Regions from separate parts of the Pan troglodytes genome. Here region 1 is linked to region 2. A link is a contact called in public Hi-C data. All regions are on one chromosome and are shown on one strand. Each heading gives the region's core, a stretch centred on a gene start, on an enhancer-like site or on the middle of the called end of the contact. The rest is flanking DNA. Distances are from core to core; before and after follow the strand shown. Region 1 has its middle 14 kb from the start of PLD1. Region 2 overlaps PLD1 (phospholipase D1).

Region 1 (3,654 bases), core at 77-2,576, 180 kb before region 2:
GTTACTTTTTTCACATTAGTAACTATCATTCAAAAACATTATCTTAATAACTTTATAGTATTTTACTATTTAGTTGTACAATAATTTAGGTAAACATGATTATAAGATTTTTATGTCATTTCTATTTTTTGTGATTACAGATCATATTAGAATTAATAGTCTTAATTTTTAAAATAAATCCATAATTTTTACCTTAGGATAAAAATCCTACAATTGGAATTTCTAGGCTAAAGGATAAGAAAAAAAGTTTGAATGTATTGATATGTATTTGCCAAATTATCCTGAAAAATGTTTAACTCTTCCCAACAACGAACACACCTGCCTGCTTTCCCTCACTCTGTGCTCACTAAAAAAGGTCTTATCATTAAGAGAAAAAAAAGTATTTAGATTTAATACATTAAAAAATGTTATTTTATTGTGCTTTATTGTTATGTTTCTAAACTCCCCGTGGGGCACTTACTTATTTATTTATGAATTTGTCATTTTATTTTTTCTTTTGCAAACTGGCTGCTTGTGCATCTCATTTTTCTGTTTGTTTTCTTTTATGTGTCTACAAATCACAAGCAAGCCTTTTCTTCAACAAGTTGAAAAATAATCTCTTTAGAGGTCAGATTTCCTGAAGTCACTGAAGAGCCTTACTAATTCCCATATGACACTGAAAGAAACAACAACACACAACACATGCCTTCCCCGGACTTCATCTGGAATTCCCACTGTAGTAACTTTTCCAACAACATTGTGAAATCCAAGAAATCCTGGAGCTCTATGCGGCTCAGTTTACACAATCATAGTCAGTCACAGTGCAACGACCACAAGCGTCATTTGAAAAGATAAGTTTTGAAATTTACATAACATGATGACCGTAAAGTGGGATCCAATTCATACTCCAAGCAATAAGGGGCTCAAGCCCTCTCCTGACACCACTCTGGATCCTCTTGGCCCCACACTTTAACACTTTCCCTCTATCCTATTCCTATGTACATTTTTCTTCCTCTCCTTTCCTCACTCTCCTAGATCTTTATCATGTAGATGAGCTGAGCATCTCTGCCTAAATCCTTTCCACCTTCATATTTGCCTTTCCTGCCCAGTTCCTTCCTCCCCTTTCTCCTGAACTTGGATTAAAAACAAACAATAAGCAAACAAAAGCAAGGAAGTTGAGGAACATTCTCGGCAAAGAGCACTACAACCTGCTAGCACCCACAGGCCTTTGATACCACCGGCAGCCACAGTTTGCCCCTGCATGGAAATAACTCTTCACAGCACCTCAGAGCTATTAACAATTCCTGCCAATTAACTCCCACCGTGCCCAACTTCCCGGTTATTCTCAGCCTACTCCCCAGTGCGGATGCACCAATTACTCATCCTCGCATGTGCTGTGTATTTTGTCCCCTCTTACTCATCAGCTCCCCTTGCTAACTTAGGCGGGAGCTTTATATTAACTCTCGCGGTAGTTAATATTAGGTGTCAACTTGAGTGAATTGAAAGATGCCTAGGTTGCTGGTGAAGTATTGTTTCTGGGTGTGTCTGTGAGGGTGTTGCCAGAGGAGATTGTCATTTCAGCCGGTGGACTAGGAGAGGAAGATCCACCCTCAATGTGGGTGGGCACCATCCAATCGGCTGCCAGAGAGGCTACAACAGAGCAGGTGGAAAAAGGTGGGATGACCTTGCTTGCTGGGTCTTCTGGCTTCCTTCTTTTTCCCATGCTGGATGCTTCCTTCTGCTCCTCCTGCCCTTGGATATCAAACTCCAGGTTCTTCAGCCTTTGGACTCTGGGGACTTGCACCGGTGACTTGCTGGGGGCTCTCGGGCCTTCAGCCACAGACTGAAGGCTGCACTGTTGGCTTCCCTGGTTTGAGGCTTTCGAACTTGGACTGAGTTACTACTGGCTTCTTTCTTCCCCAGCTTGCAGACAGCCAATTGTGTGACTTTGCCTTGTTATCATGTGAGCCAATTCTCCCTAATAAATACCCTGTCATACATACATATATCGTATTAGTTCTGTCCCCCTGGAGAACCCCGACCAATACGCCTCTGGAGCCTGTGTTCCTTTGTCCTCTAAACAAGCTTCTCATCCTGAACCTGTTGCAGAACAATACCATGTGGCTTGTGCTCCTGCAATGCTGTGCCATTCACTGCAGTCTGCTGGAAGCATGCCATCGTGAGATAGCACAGTTCCTCAATCTTCAGCGCATCAAAGCTTACCCCTCTTTTTGCCAACAACACTTTAAGATGATTTCATCTTCAGTTTAAAAATGTTGCGACCTTTCTGTTTATGAGTTTGGCTTGCTTACATGCAAAAGTTATAAAGGAAAAAAAAGCAGCACAATACGTATTTGTTAAATTTATGGAAACATTATTTTATGGGTAAGTTACAGATATTCGCACAATATATAAAAGAAAGTCACCTTGGTAAAGTGCCCATGAGGACAGCGAAGGGCATTCTCTAAAAATGTTAAGATTAAGTTGGCTGGAATGGGACCCAGATGTACGATACCAAGTGTAATTTATGTGCCAAGGCAGGACCCAGAGTGTGAAGAAGGTGGGATGGGAGGTTCCTCTGATGGATGAAGAACAAAGACCTTTCACCTCCAGGATGAGTAAGGCTCTGACAGCAGGCACTTTCGCCTGGGCTTTTTATGTCAGACTATGTCCAACAAAAGAATTAAAAACCTTAAGCAAGCAACCTTAAGCCTCCCAAGCTTCCACCTTGAAGCTCCATGAGATTTCCTGCTGTCTGCTCATCTGTTGGTAAACCTAGGAAAGTTGTGCAAGTTGTTTTTTGTTTTTTGAGGGTTCCTCAACGCCACTACACAAAATGAACTACTTGTCCCTCCTCATCTCCTTTTTTCTGTTTTTGTCGTAAATAGTGGTGAGGCCTTGTGTCTCTGCTTGTAGTTCTTAAGACGCTTTGAGGGGGAATCCGGCTGTGAAAGAGGAACCAATAAATACATTTCATGGAATGTTAAATTTCAGACCCAATACAACCACTCATTCTTCTATTCACCACTATATGCCTGTTCTGGCCCATTATTCGTTATTTCAAACTGTGACCCAATATTTTAATCCTGCCTCTCCCTCTAGCCCCTTTAAATCAGCTGTTCTGATTGTTTGCCTGTCTTTTGCTTTTGGTTCTGCCTTTGATGCTATCTCAAAAATCAAACTGGGCTTCCAGCTCTGCAATACTTGGAGCAGTGCTACTCTAGTCCTTGGATGGGTGAGTTCCCTGGACCCCTCTGGGAGCTCCTGCTTCATCATGAGGATACTGGAACAATACCATGTGGTCTGGAGGCAGTGTGGGAATAATCCTAAATTCACAGTCTTGTTTCTCAGTGACTACCCTTCTATCCCTATGTAAAAAACCCTGCTTCTTTGAGGTTTTTGCCACCTGACTGCACCACAATCTTGCCCATTCTCATTTTCAATTATTGACGTCCAGGTTAATATTCCACTTTGAGAATGGGCTTTAGAGCATGGCTTACAGTCGGACTCACAATGCCTACTCTCGCTATATCTTTAGTACCTTCAGTGGCCTTGTGGATGATCCATTAAATGCCCCAGCCTCATAGTTCTTTGATCTCTTCAGCTCCAACCAGCTTAAAGCCCCACTTGATTCTAGACATTCATTCTCATAACTCAAGTTTTTCTGTGGCCAGC
Region 2 (3,611 bases), core at 548-3,047:
CTTTGTAATTTCTATTTATTTTTATTTATACATAGTTGTTTTAATAATAACGATCATCTTTATGAGGTATTATAGTTGTTTGTTCTTCTTTATCTACTGGATACAATTTTTTATACTTTTCAAAGACACTTTCACAGACGTCTTTTTTTTTTTTTTTTTTTTTGAGACTGGGTTTCATTCTTGTTGCCCAGGCTGGAGTGCAATGGCACGGTCCCAGCTCACTGCAACCTCTGCCTCCTGGGTTCAAGCAGTTCTTTTGCCTCAGCCTCCCGAGTAGCTGGGATTACAGGTGTGTGCCACCATGCCCAACTAATTTTTTTGTATTTTTAGTAGAGACGAGGTTTCACCGTGTTGGCCAGGCCTGTCTGGAACTCCTGACCTCAGGTGATCCACCCGCCACAGCCTCCCAAAGTGCTGGGATTACAAGTGTGAGCCACCATGTGCAGCCTCAGATGTGTTCTTAATTGATTCTTCTACCTAGTTCTTGGCTACAATATATTGTAACTAGGGGTTTACCTATCTATAGCTCCCTGAACTATGGGTTCAGCATATAGTGGGCACTCAATATTGCTCTATATCTCTGTGCTCTATATCTTTGCTCTATATCTTTGTGTATCGATACAAACTAAGCTGGAATCAGAACCCAAGTTGTATGACTTCCAGTTCAAGTTGGGTCCAGATTGTGAAAACGTGGACAGCCACACTAAGAAGGCTAGGTTTTATCCAGAAGGCAAGAAGAGGTTGGTGGAAACCCTCTGAGCCCCTGGAGCAAATTCATCAAACTGACGTTTATATGAAGATTCATTTACTGTTGGTAAACAGGGTAGAGATGGTGGCAAGCAAGAGACAAAGGTGCACTGGTAATGGAAAAGGAGGGTCATGTGTGGATAAGATTATGAGGGAAGACTTGAGGGGATGTGGAAGCAGGAGAGGAAGGGAAGCGTCAGCTAATTCTGAGTTTCAATCCAATGGACCAAGAGAATGGAGCTGCCGCAGGAGGTCTGGAAAAGGCAGAAGGACTCATCCTAATCATGTGAAGGTCATGATATGACCTTCAGATAGAATATAAACCTCAATTGAGTTTTTTGAAGGAAGATTTTATTTTATACTGGTAGCCTCCCAAATGGGGTGCACTGGATGATGTACTGGAATGTGGGTAGAAAATAATAGACTTTCCAAGTCTGTATATTTTTAGCTTAAAAGTAAGAAATTAGGACATCAGCAGGAATGGCAGAGGAAGGATCTCCAAAAATATAGTCCTACATAAAAGCAACAAAAATACTGACAAAAGTTGTCACAATCAACTTCTTTGGATGGAGAAATTAACTAAAGGCTTGTAACAATCCAAGGAGTGTTTAATCAAGAAAAACAGCTGAATCTTGGTAAGAATAGCAAGCTTTGTGGCATTTTAACTTGCCATATACCCATCTCCCTCTTCTCAGCTCCATGATAGTCTTAAAAGCCAACAGCTGCTCAAATCAGGGTGAAAACCAGCAGCCTAGCAGCCATTGGAGGGAGCAGATCAGGGTTAAGGCTCCCATGTCCCACAGTTCTCACATTGTCATTATTTGACCTGTCTGGCACTTCCCTTTAAACGCCCATTCTAAGTACTTATATTTATTTCACCTGACTCAGACCTTGCTCAGTGCAAGTAGACTTTTTAGAAAACCTGGTATTTATCAAAAACAATCAGCAACATTTATTTAGCATCGCAGCTGACTGAAGAGGCAGTAACAGTTGAGTGAGCAAGAAGCTGACTAAAAATCTTAAGAGGATAAGCTGAGGAAGGAGATCCCCTAGTGGGCACTAGAAACTTCCAACATATCCCTGGGAATCTGAAAGGTCATGGGTATGTGTAGGGCTGTGTGCACGCCCAGGGCAATGCACATGCTCAGGAAAGGACTGAGAAGGCCCTAAGCTCTCACCTCTGGCTGACCTTGAGGCTCTGTGGAAGCAGAAAGTGAAGCCTAAGGCAGAGTTATAAACTGCATGCCTGAGCATGTAAGGCCTGTGGCCCTCACACACATACACAGAGCCCCTCAGTAAAGTATAAGAAACTCATTTGGTACAGGCATTTAAGGAATTGTATAAAGTATGTTCTCTGACCACAATGGAATGAAATTATAAATAACAAAAGGAAATGTTGGGAATTCACAGATAGGTGGAAATTATACAACATACTTCTAAATAACCAAAGAATCAAAGAAGATACTTCAAAGGAGAGTAGAAAATATTTTGAGATGAATGAAAATGAAAACAACATATCCAAACTTATGAGAGGCAGCTATAGCAATGCTTACAGGGAAATTTATAACTATAAACATTTATATTATTTAATAGAAAATAAGAAATCTCAAATCAATAACCTAACCTTACATTTTAGGAAAGTAGAAAAAGAAGAGAAAACTAAACCTAAAGCAAGCAGAATAAAATAAATAACAGAGATTGGAGGGGAAATAAATGAGATAATAGAAAAAAATAGAGAAAATTAGTGAAACCAAAAGTTAGCTTTTTGAAAAGATCAACAAAATTGCCAAACCTTTTAGGTGGACTGAGTAAGTAACAAATAGAGAAGATTCAAAGTACCAAAATCAGAAACTAAGGGGGGACATTACTACTGACTTTACAGAAATAAAATTGAGTGTAGAATACTATGAACAGTTGTATGCCAACAAATTAGCCCAGATAGATGGACAAATTCCTTTAAAGACATTGTATTAGTCAGGGTTCCCTCAAGAAACAGAACCAATAGGAGATATATATATATATATATATATATATATAGAGAGAGAGAGAGAGAGAGAGAAATTATATAAATATAACTTATCAGCCTCCATAATTACCTGAGCCAATTCCTCATAATAAATCTTTTCATATATATGAAGGATATATGTATGAATATATGTTTATATATTTATATAATATATATTATATGAATATGTATTATATATAATATATAATATATATATTATATATATAATATGAATATATTATATATCATATGTTATATAAATATATATTATTATGTATTAAATAAAATATTTATCTATTAAAAATAAATATATCTAATTTATATAGATATTTTATATAATATATAAAATATAAATTAAAAATTATATATAAATATATAATTTACATATATATTTATATATCCATCTATATAATATATATTCATATATATCTTATTTATATGAAAATATTTATATATAGATAATATATGATATATTTACATATTACTTATATATTATATATTATAAATATATGTATAGATATATATTTTATGTGCTATATATAAATAATATATAAAATTATATATTATATATTATATATTTATATATCTATCTTTCATATATATATGTGAAAAGATTTATTATAAGGAATTGACTCAAGTAATTATGGAGGCTGAGAATTTCCACAATCTGCAAGCTGGATACCCAGGAAAGCTGGCTATGTAATTCCCATCCAAGTCTGAAGGCCTCAGAATCAGAGGAGCCAATGGTGTTAATGGCAGTAAAAGGGTAAGAGCAGACTGAGATTCCAACAGAAGCAGAAAAGCAAGAATCAAAAGGCATGAATTCCTCTTCCATCTGTCTCTTGATCTCCTCTGGCCC

The links. Hi-C and Micro-C count contacts between places; a contact is called where the count stands out from the background.
Region 1: a contact with region 2 is called in a Hi-C map of induced pluripotent stem cells, with 1.9 times the contacts expected there. The contact joins two enhancer-like sites. A contact is called at or near these places in 3 of 7 Hi-C or Micro-C datasets (blood, induced pluripotent stem cells and stem cell-derived neural progenitor cells).

What each region holds. Positions count from the first base shown.
Region 1 is chr2:174,968,438-174,972,091 of NHGRI_mPanTro3-v2.0_pri, reverse strand. No RefSeq gene overlaps it. Among named protein-coding and RNA genes, the nearest start is that of PLD1, 14 kb to the right of the region's middle. Within about 2 kb of position 1,326, at least 2 of the 24 cell types and tissues checked have an H3K27ac peak or open chromatin away from gene starts, as enhancers often do. A contact at or near this core is called in induced pluripotent stem cells, where this site is marked.
Region 2 is chr2:174,784,442-174,788,052 of NHGRI_mPanTro3-v2.0_pri, reverse strand. The region is part of intron 22 of PLD1 (phospholipase D1); the gene reads left to right. Among named protein-coding and RNA genes, the nearest start is that of PLD1, 170 kb to the left of the region's middle. Within about 2 kb of position 1,797, at least 4 of the 24 cell types and tissues checked have an H3K27ac peak or open chromatin away from gene starts, as enhancers often do. A contact at or near this core is called in induced pluripotent stem cells, where this site is marked.